2 separate regions of the Hordeum vulgare genome follow, and region 1 is linked to region 2. A link is a contact called in public Hi-C data. All regions are on one chromosome and are shown on one strand. The core of a region is the stretch at or near the end of the contact, and the rest is flanking DNA. Distances in the headings are between cores, read along the strand shown. Region 1 holds the start of LOC123443234 (proline-rich receptor-like protein kinase PERK1). Region 2 holds the start of LOC123443233 (probable chlorophyll(ide) b reductase NYC1, chloroplastic).

Region 1 (5,005 bases), core at 550-3,049, 180 kb after region 2:
GATGGAATCCAGGATGGCATGCTGCTCCGTCATCTCCTCGGCCTTGGCAATGGCGAACTCCGCCTTCGCCTCTGCCATGTTCAAGCCCGAAGCATGGATCTCCGTCTCGTCCTCCTCCGGCAGCAACTCCTTCATCTTCGGCGAGTCCGAAGGGAGACCCGCAGTGATAGTGACGGCGTGCCGAGTCTGGATCTCCGCCTCGATCTGCATCCGACGCTTTGACGTGAGCATAGCATAGATGGTGATCCTACGACGGGCCATATTGACGTCGTAGAGCGGGGGAGAGAAGGCAGACGGGCTCGGGTGACGACAGAGGAAGGGAGGTGGATGTGTTAGGGATGAGGGTTGGGGGGGGGGGGGCGCCGACCGGCTTAAATAGCCGGCTATGACCTCGAACGATGAGCCGGAGTGGTGCCATGCGGCTTTCACACCGCGGTGTCGAGTATCCTGGCGAGTTCGCATGGGGCCTTGCTGTCTGGCCGACGTGGCAGACGTGTTCCAGCGTGTCCATACTCTCTCTATTTGTCTTATATTTGAATTGAATATGAGGGATGCTGGTTAGACTGGGCATTTGAAGCCCACTTAAGAGGCACGGCTGAGTCAAATTTTTATGATTTGTTTGAAACAGATATAAGGCCCTTCCGAGTGCATCGGTGCTAGGGGGGCCACATACACAAAACAATGATGTGGCAAAGCAATTAAAGAGGAGAGAGAGCATTATGGTGACCCCAAGAAAAAACGGTGCTAAACGCGTGAACCTATGTAAAAACACTACCAACCAATGCATGAAGAAGTTTAATTATTAAAGAATTCCATGAGAAAAGCTTACCAACAAAAGCTAAGAGCAAGTACAATAAGGTACAGTCAGCAGGCTGTAAGGATTAAAATACTATATTTTTGCTGAGTTGGATGAGAGAGAAGAAGAGAGAGAAGGGAAGCGGGCTCTTCGTGAAGAGCCAGCTCTAGCACGTGCTCCTAGGTGCTTTGTGAGAATGAAAGGTGGGTCATATATGATAAAAATAGTACTCTTCTATAGCTAACTATTGTACAAGCTGGCTATAAGATGGGCTATAAGACTGCTTATAGCCAGCAGTTGGCTATACTATTAACCATGCTCTAAGCACATATACATTAGGGAGACTAGTTGCTAAGGTTTTTAATATACTTAGTACCTCATCTAAGCATCAATGCATTGGAAGAAGCCTAATGAGTCCAATTATAGATGTCCAAGCAATGTCATCGACCTGATCTGATCGGAAGCACCAAGCAGTCGGCTTGGTAAGCTACTACCTATAAAAATTTGCAATCAATGATCTGATCGCAAGCAGGTATACGAATCAATTCGTCCACCGCTTTAGGGAAGGTGCCATTTTTCTCGCGGGAAAGCTGCCATTTAGCGGGACACTATTTGACATTGCATCTCTCCTAGTAGTAGGAGGAAACCACGGGGCGGCCTGGCCCAACGAGTCATGCTCATAACATGCAGCCGTGAAGACTTCTGCCTCAAGCCACGAGGCACACCTGTCGCTTGGAAGGAGAAAGAAAACACCGTCCCAACCGGTCGCTGACAGAGCAGGCCCACATCCGCAGCAAACGGCCTTCGCCAGCAGCGTAACCGTCGCGTGTAATCCCGCCGCGTAATCGTGATTAGTAGTATCTTGATGAATCGATAAGGAAAACGAAAACCTGACTCCTTAGCAGTAACTGGCTGAAATGCGGGGTCAGCCGACCCCTGACCCCGCCGGTCAGCCAGGGGCGGGCTCGACATGACGGGGGGAATGCGGTTCTCATGAATGAACTCATTCGCGGGCGAAGCGGAAAGCGCGGGCAGGCCGTGCCGCGTGACCTGAAGGCAGTCGCACGTTTACCGGCCACGGCCGCGCTGTCGCCCCTTTCCTTCCATCCTCGCGCTTTTATTCCACTCCCACCCCCCTCCCTCCTTCCTCCGGCCGTCGTCGCGCCGGGCTCCACCTCCACCTCCACCTCCACAAGAGACTCCACTCCCCGCCAACTAGTGCTGCTACGTACGTACGTACTACCACGAGTCGCAATCCCCGTTCCGAATTCCCCACCACCACCACCACCACCACCACCGCCACCGCGAGCGGAAAGCGGCTCCGTCCTCCCTTTTCGCTTATCTTTCGCCCCGCTCCTTCCGTTTCTCGCTCAAGCACTAGGAGCAGTGCTGCAGCTGCAGCAGCAGCAGCAGTAGTACGTAGCAAGGAAGCAAAGCAAGGCGGCGGGCTTCTGATGTCGTCGCCGCCCGCCGCGCCGGGCCCGGCCTCGCCGCCGGGAAATCGCACGGCGCCGCCCCCGGCCTCCGCGCCACCCGCTACCAACTCGACGCCCCCTTCGCCGCCGGCGCCACCGGCCTCCTCGCCGCCGCCCTCTTCCCCCCTGCCACCGCCGTCGACGCCCGCGGCGGCGCCTCCGTCCTCCGGCACCACCCCCGCGACGCCCTCCCTCCCGCCTCCCTCGGCGCCCGGGACGCCCGCCGCGCCGTCTCCCCCGTCGACCACGCCGTCTCCCCCGACCGATCGTCCGACGCCGTCTGCCCAGGCCTCGCCGCCGCCGCCGAGCTCGGGGCTCACGACGGCCACGGTGGCGGGGATCGCGGTGGGCGGGCTGATCGCGCTGCTGCTCGCCAGCCTCCTCTGCTTCTGCATGCTCAAGAAGAAGAGGCGCCACCACCCGCACCACCACCCGCCGCCGCCGCCGCCCCACCACCTGCACTACTACGGGCATCCGCCGCCGCCGCCGCCGCCGCCGCCGTTCAAAGGTGAGATGGCAACTGTGCACCATCCATGGCTCTGTCTCGGAGCAAATACAGTACAGTACAGATCTCATGTGCGTTCTTTGTCTCACTAGCAAGTCACATCGCTGTCGCTTGCAATTATCTCGCTCTTCTTGGCAAATGTGCGTTGGCTTATGACGTACAAGTATGACTTACGTTCCAGTTTTTGGTGACTTCGAGATGGGTCCTCTAGTTAATCATGCTATTATGGCGTTATCGAGATAAAAACATCCAAATTTCCGTCAGAGATATAGCATGTCTTAGCTTATGTTTATTAAATTTTGGTATGCAGTACTGATCACAGGAATCTTCATCTGTGTTTGAGATAACCCCAATGGTAATTTTGACAAAAGAAAAAAAAATAAGCATTAGGTCTGCATATTTTTTTCATTCTTCTTCATGGAATCTGATTTATACTACAAAGGCAAATCTGTGAGGGAAAGTATGTCCTCCTTTTAGAAGTGAGTTAGTAACTAGTGTCAGCAATCAAAATGTGTCTACTTCATTCTTAAACTTCGTGCAATCATTTCTTGTTTATTAGATTTTTCAACAGGTGAATCCATTTGTAATTGTTATTGTTCGATATGAGTCGCTCTCATCTTTAAGTACGATTCATGTTCTTCTACAGGGGATCAATATGGGTGGCAGCATAATGCCCCTCCGCCACCCCCTGATCATGTTGTGAAGATGAACTCAAATCCTTCGACTAAGCCTCCGCCTCCTCCGCTCAATGTACACAGTAGTGGTTCTGGTTCACATTTCTCAGGTGGTGGTGAGAACCGACCCCTGCAATCACCGCTTGGCAACGCCCTCAGCTTCTCGAAAGCCACTTTTACTTATGAAGAGTTGGCGGTGGCAACCAATGAATTCTCCGATGCTAATCTTCTCGGCCAAGGTGGCTTTGGATTTGTTCACAAAGGAGTGCTGCCAGATGGCACAGAAGTTGCTGTTAAGCAATTGAGAGATGGAAGTGGCCAGGGAGAGCGTGAGTTCCAGGCAGAGGTTGATATTATCAGCCGAGTACATCATAAACATCTTGTGACATTGGTTGGTTATTGCATTTCTGAAGACAAGAGGTTGCTTGTCTATGAGTTTGTTCCCAATAACACGTTAGAATTCCATATACATGGTATGGTTTCTTGCTATGTTTCAATCATGATTGTTTTTTCTCTTTCAGGATGCTCTTTAATATTGTCCATAAAAGTTAACTGCGGCATCTTCTGTATTTTTTTGTTCCATATTTTGTACTCATAAATATCGTAGCTATTGCCAGTTTGTACTTATGAGTTGCCGTATGAGTTGACGGTTAGTAAATATCCAGGTGATTTACAAAGTTAAACCTGTGATACTACATGATTTAAATTATTATTATTTTGGCTTTAAAAAGAGACCTTGTTCGAGTAAATTGACAATTTGAGCAGTTGCATTGTTCAGAAAATGAAATACCATAACTGCAAGGGAGTTTCATTAATGATGATAATAAGCACAACCAAACCCATTCCAGAAGATATCAGCTTTATCGCCACCTTTTCTTTAGTCTTTAATAACTTCCCCTGATTTTGTCAAACTGGGAAGATACAACTTTGTTTTTGCTACCACTTGAAAGGGACAATGCTTTCCAGGTTTATTGGTTACCTTTTTCTTGAAGATTCAGAAAACATTGCTCTGAAGCTCCTGTCATGCAAAAAAATCTGCTATCTTCATTTGGTCTGTAATGCCTTCAGGTTATTTTTCACCTCTTTTTCAGGAAGGCGTGGACCAACTATGGATTGGCCTTCAAGACTACGGATTGCTTTGGGTTCTGCAAAGGGATTGGCGTATCTTCATGAAGACTGTGAGCTCACACACACACATAACTACTTGTTATGTTTTTCATTTTCTTCTCACGTTCAAAAAGTTGTGTAGCTGTTCTGTACTGACTTTATTTCTTTACTTTGCAGGCCATCCAAAGATCATTCATCGTGACATAAAGGCATCAAATATTCTTCTGGATTACAGATGTGAAGCTAAGGTAGAATACTCATTTCCTTTTTGTTTCATTTCTACTTAGAATCCTGAGACCGTTCCCCCCCCCCCCCCCCCCCCCCCCCCCCCGGATCCTAGCTAAGTTTAGCTGCTAGTGTGGAGTGTAAAATCCTGAATGTCACTGGTTGGTATCAGTAAATTCAGAAACTAAGGTGGACAGTTGTGTTAAACTGACGTGTAACCAAT
Region 2 (4,670 bases), core at 2-2,501:
GTTCAGCGGTAGTACCGCTGGAGTGCCAGCGGTAGTACCGCTGCAGGCAGCGGTAGTACCGCTGGAGCTCGGGCAGAGAGTGGGAAAACGGTCTGATTTTCCCCCCACTATATAAAGGGTTCTTCTAGCTGAGGAACCCTATCTCTTACCTCTCTAAGCTCCATTGTTGCGCCCCAAGCTCAAAAGTGCCCGATCTCTCTCCCTAGCCAATCAAACTTGTTGATTCTTTAGGGATTGGTTGAGAAGGCCTAGATCCACACTTCCACCAAGAGAAAAGTTGATTCCCCCACCAATCCCTTGCGGATCTTGTTACTCTTGGGTGTTTGAGCATCCTAGACGGTTGAGGTCACATCGAAGCCATATTCCATTGTGGTGAAGCTTCGTTGTTTAGTTGGGAGCCTCCAAGCTTTGTGTGGAGTTGCCCCAACCTTGTTTGTAAAGGTTCGGTCGCCGCCTTCAAGGGCACCTATAGTGGAATCACGGTACCTTGCATCGTGCGAGGGCGTGAGGAGAATACGGTGGCCTTAGTGGCTTTTTGGGGATCATTGTGCCTCCACACCGCTCCAACGGAGACGTACTTCATGTCAAAGGGAAGGAACTTCGGTAACACATCCTCGTCTCCATCGGTTCCACTTGTGGTTATCTCTATCCTTTACTTTGTATTTGCTTATGCTTATGACTATATCTTACTTGTCTTAATAGCTCTCGTTGTTAGCTTCTATAGGGTTCACCTCATTGTCATATAATTTGTGAACCCGTATAGTGTTTACCTTATCTTGCTAAGATTAATTAAAAGTGGTCGTTGTCTATTCACCCCCCTCTAGCCAACCATATCAATCTTTTCAATGATATTGCACACTGTTTTCCCACTGGTAGCAGAAAAACGTTTCTGTTTCTTTTGGAGTTAAATTATTTCTTTTAATAAATTACTGGTACTACTCCCTCCGTTCCTAAATATAAGACATTTTAGAGATTGCACTATAAACTACATACGGATGTACATAGACATATTTTAGAGTATAGATTCACTCATTTTGCTCCGTATGTAGTCTCCTAGTGAAATCCCTAAAATGTCTTATATTTTGGAACGGAGGGAGTACAAGACAAGAGAGAACCTACTGGACCTGAGCATAATTTGTAATTAACCTGAGCTTGTATCCACGAATTGAGCACATTTTTCCTCGTGGAAACCCATCGTGTTTATTTTCTCACTGGCAAGCGGAGGGCACACGCCCCTCCATAAATTAAGGAGCAAAACAACCCCACACAAACAAAAAGAGCGCGTACAGTACGAGCGAGAACCGAGCGGAGGGAGACTAGGAGCACAAGATCCTTATCTTCTCCGGCCCTCCGGAGTCCCGGACGCCATGGCCGCCGCGGTCGTCCACCTCTCCGTCCACGCCCGCATCCGCCGCTCTCCGGAGGCCGTCGTCTCTCAGGCGTGCCACCGCCCTTCCCTCCTCCGCTGCCGCGCGTTCAAGCAGGAGGCCGGCGGCGACGGCGAGAATAAGCCGTCGTCGCCACCGAACGAGCCGCGGAAGCGCAGGAAGGGGCCGCTGTACACGCTGAAGGCGGCGATGCAGGGGCTAGCGGGGTCCCGGTCGGCGGCTGCGGAGGTGTATGGCGGGCAGTACGAGCTCGCCGTCGAGAAGGCCGAGGAGATCTTCTTCTCGGTGAGCTCTCCGTGCCCGAACCGTCGATGCCCGACACGTGCAGTTGCTCTAGATGATACTACTATGGTTTATCTCTTCGATTGATCGGTTGCCCGGTGCTTGGTTAACTCACAGTACTACCTTATGCATACGCAGATATGGGGGTAGGTATCGTAATTAAGCTGCATGGGTGCGAGAATTGCTCCCATCACATGCTGAAAACGATCCTACACATGTTGCGGGGCCTAAATTCTAGTTGATCTTCTCTTCTAGTTTGGTGTTTAGAATTCCAGCCCACTAGAACTGATACAATCGATGTGTGAGACACTGATGGGCGCGTTCGATTTTGTAAATTCTAGGTTGCCTGATCTTTCTAAAAATCTTAGTCACACAAAACTGCACATTCATGAGCCTAAAATTGCAACGTGAATGTTGTGTAGTTGAGCTAAACTTTACTGTGGTTTTTAGTTTAAAGAGTCCATAGGATGAGGTGGGGATGAGGATCGTTTGACGTAGGCAGCGTCTTTCTTCTTCTCTAGCAGCTACTTGTGACTGTGAACAGAATGTCCACTGTCGCCTGATTCTGGTCTAATCTCCCATGTGTTATTTACTTATTCGCAAGGTTTGTTCAAAACATGTATTCATACTAGTTATTTAGATCGTCTGCATCGTGTCGTGCCTACTTGTATTTAATCCATTTAAGCTGTCCAGCCATGTGGTCTAAACTTAAAATGGCCATGTTGACTCTTTGCATGCTCAACAGTAAAGAATTTTATCTTTTTTTTTTCTGAAACAGATCACGCATTATACTCTTTTTCTGAAACATAGATGATCTGTATTCACTGATTTGCTTCTCCTCTCAGGTTGCTACTCAGGTAGGCCGATACGTTATCACTATGATGAGCACTGGTGTTGTACTAGCAGTTGGATTTCAGTTATCAGGTCAGTCATATACTCTTGTACAATCTACTGCATTGCCTTTGTATTCTTCCTTTCTCTTTGTTTCATACTATAAAGCACTTGTAGGGTTTCAGTTAATAATGTGTCTACCTCTGTATGTAGGTGGAGACAGCCAAACGGATGCACTAATTTGGTATAGCTGGCTTGGTGGAGTAATTATCGGCACAATGCTAGGTGCAAACAGTGTCCTAGAGGAACACTGTAAAGCTGGACCTCGGAATGTTGTCATAACGGGAAGGTAACTCATTTTACATTCTTCTTCTGACATTGTCATGTGAATCTTTTCCCAGGAATTAGTGTGCATGCTCTTAATATAGAACTAAACAAATAATCTAATCTAATGATTGCCTCCAAGATAACTTGATAGGAAATACTACTTCACCTTTGTGAAGTATCTCTTTGTTGGTTTATAAAGGAGATTGTGATGTGCGGTTATATTTTACAATCCCCTAAATTAGTTGCCTTATAAACATGTGAAGTAAAAATTGATGGATGTTATTTCATGGATCCAACACCACTGATTGCATCCATGGGAACCTGTTTTTTCGTTGTTATTTATTTTTATGATCATCATTGACCCTGCAGTTTTATTTTGGCAGCACAAGAGGTTTAGGAAAAGCACTTGCTCGAGAGTTTCTTCTTGCTGGAGATCATGTTGTAATTGCTTCCCGCAGGTAGTAGTCCTTGACATAATGCTCAAATTTTAGTTCAATGCTCTCTGTCTTAGTTTTCTTACTATCTCCATTTCTATTGGCAGCCCTGAATCAGTTCTTCAGACCATCAATGAGCTTGAAGAGAACATACAGGAGGGCCTGTCAGTTGCCAAGAAGAAACAAAGAGAAACTTTATTACAAGCTAAGGTTGTTGGTACATCTTGTGATGTTTGCAAACCAGAAGATGTAAAAAAGCTTGTAAATTTCGCTGTTGGTGAGCTGGGTTCAATTGACATTTGGGTAAGTAATTCTGTAGAAATGGATGCCGCTAAGCATCTGTTCTGCCTTTTTCACCTCAAGAGTCACTTGGATTCAGTAGAAAAGTACAACTTTACCGATTTGTACCCTTTCATTTTATTCTGTATTTGCATTGTAGACCGCTCTAAAAATGTATCATCTTTTAATTTATCTACAGATAAATAATGCTGGCACAAACAAAGGTTTTAGGCCACTGGTAAATTTTTCAGATGAAGATATTACCCAGGTTTGTTCATTGATATCTTCTATCTGTCCGTAATGCTTCCTTTTTATGACCGGAATACTAGAACTAGATCGATCATGCTCGATCATCCAATCTGATTTCACTATTCCTTAAAACTGTTTTCCTTGGTTTACTTGCAGATCGTCTCAACAAACCTAGTTGGTTCTTTGCTCTGCACCAGAGAAGCTATGGATGTCATGCAATACCAAGAACAGGGAGGTCATGTATTCAACATGGATGGAGCAGGATCTGGAGGATCAAGCACACCGTTGACAGCCGTGTAAGCACCTCAGCCATTGAATTATCTGCTATTTCTTTAACACCTACATTGTAGAGATGATGTGTCTTGCTTTTCTCGTCGTCTAGAACATGTAGAACATGATGATACATTGTATTTGATACTCCTGCTTTTACAATGAAACTAAATCTGTTGCTGATTTGCAATTTTACAGCTATGGTTCAACTAAGTGTGGACTAAGGCAGTTCCAAGCATCGCTTATGAAGGAAAGCAGAAGATCCAAAGTTGGAGTACACACTGCGTCTCCTGGAATGGTCCTGACAGATCTCCTTCTAAGGTAACCTCTAAGTTACTTGATTCTTTCAGATGTCAGGATTCGTTTAGCGCAAGAAAAAAAGTTCATTCTGAATTTTTTACTCTGCAACTCTCTCCTTACAGCTCTCCTGCATGTTTCTCGAAAACAAAAACTCTGTGTAGTAGGTTAATTACAATAACCTTTTTGGGTATTGGGGCAAGTATTCATGATGTCAACACAACATTTTCCTGTGTAATAAATAGTAACGGTTTTGCTTCAGTACTCCTCTTTGGTAGAGGTTTAAACATTTCGAAGCAGATGAATGGTGGCG

Evidence for each region. A called contact is a pair of places that touch in the nucleus more often than the background predicts.
Region 1: a Hi-C map of seedling shows a contact between it and region 2, with 5 times the contacts expected there. The contact joins the promoter of LOC123443234 here to the promoter of LOC123443233 in region 2. A contact is called at or near these places in 3 of 6 Hi-C or Micro-C datasets (leaf and seedling).

What each region holds. Positions count from the first base shown.
Region 1 is chr3H:130,771,097-130,776,101 of MorexV3_pseudomolecules_assembly, forward strand. LOC123443234 (proline-rich receptor-like protein kinase PERK1) reads left to right here and starts at 1,800. Exons shown (of 8, transcript XM_045119552.1): 1 at 1,800-2,779; 2 at 3,423-3,923; 3 at 4,542-4,628; 4 at 4,735-4,805. The coding sequence starts at 2,251.
Region 2 is chr3H:130,587,300-130,591,969 of MorexV3_pseudomolecules_assembly, forward strand. LOC123443233 (probable chlorophyll(ide) b reductase NYC1, chloroplastic) reads left to right here and starts at 1,252. Exons shown (of 10, transcript XM_045119551.1): 1 at 1,252-1,673; 2 at 2,516-2,594; 3 at 2,715-2,850; 4 at 3,212-3,286; 5 at 3,370-3,565; 6 at 3,741-3,809; 7 at 3,947-4,086; 8 at 4,259-4,381. The coding sequence starts at 1,368.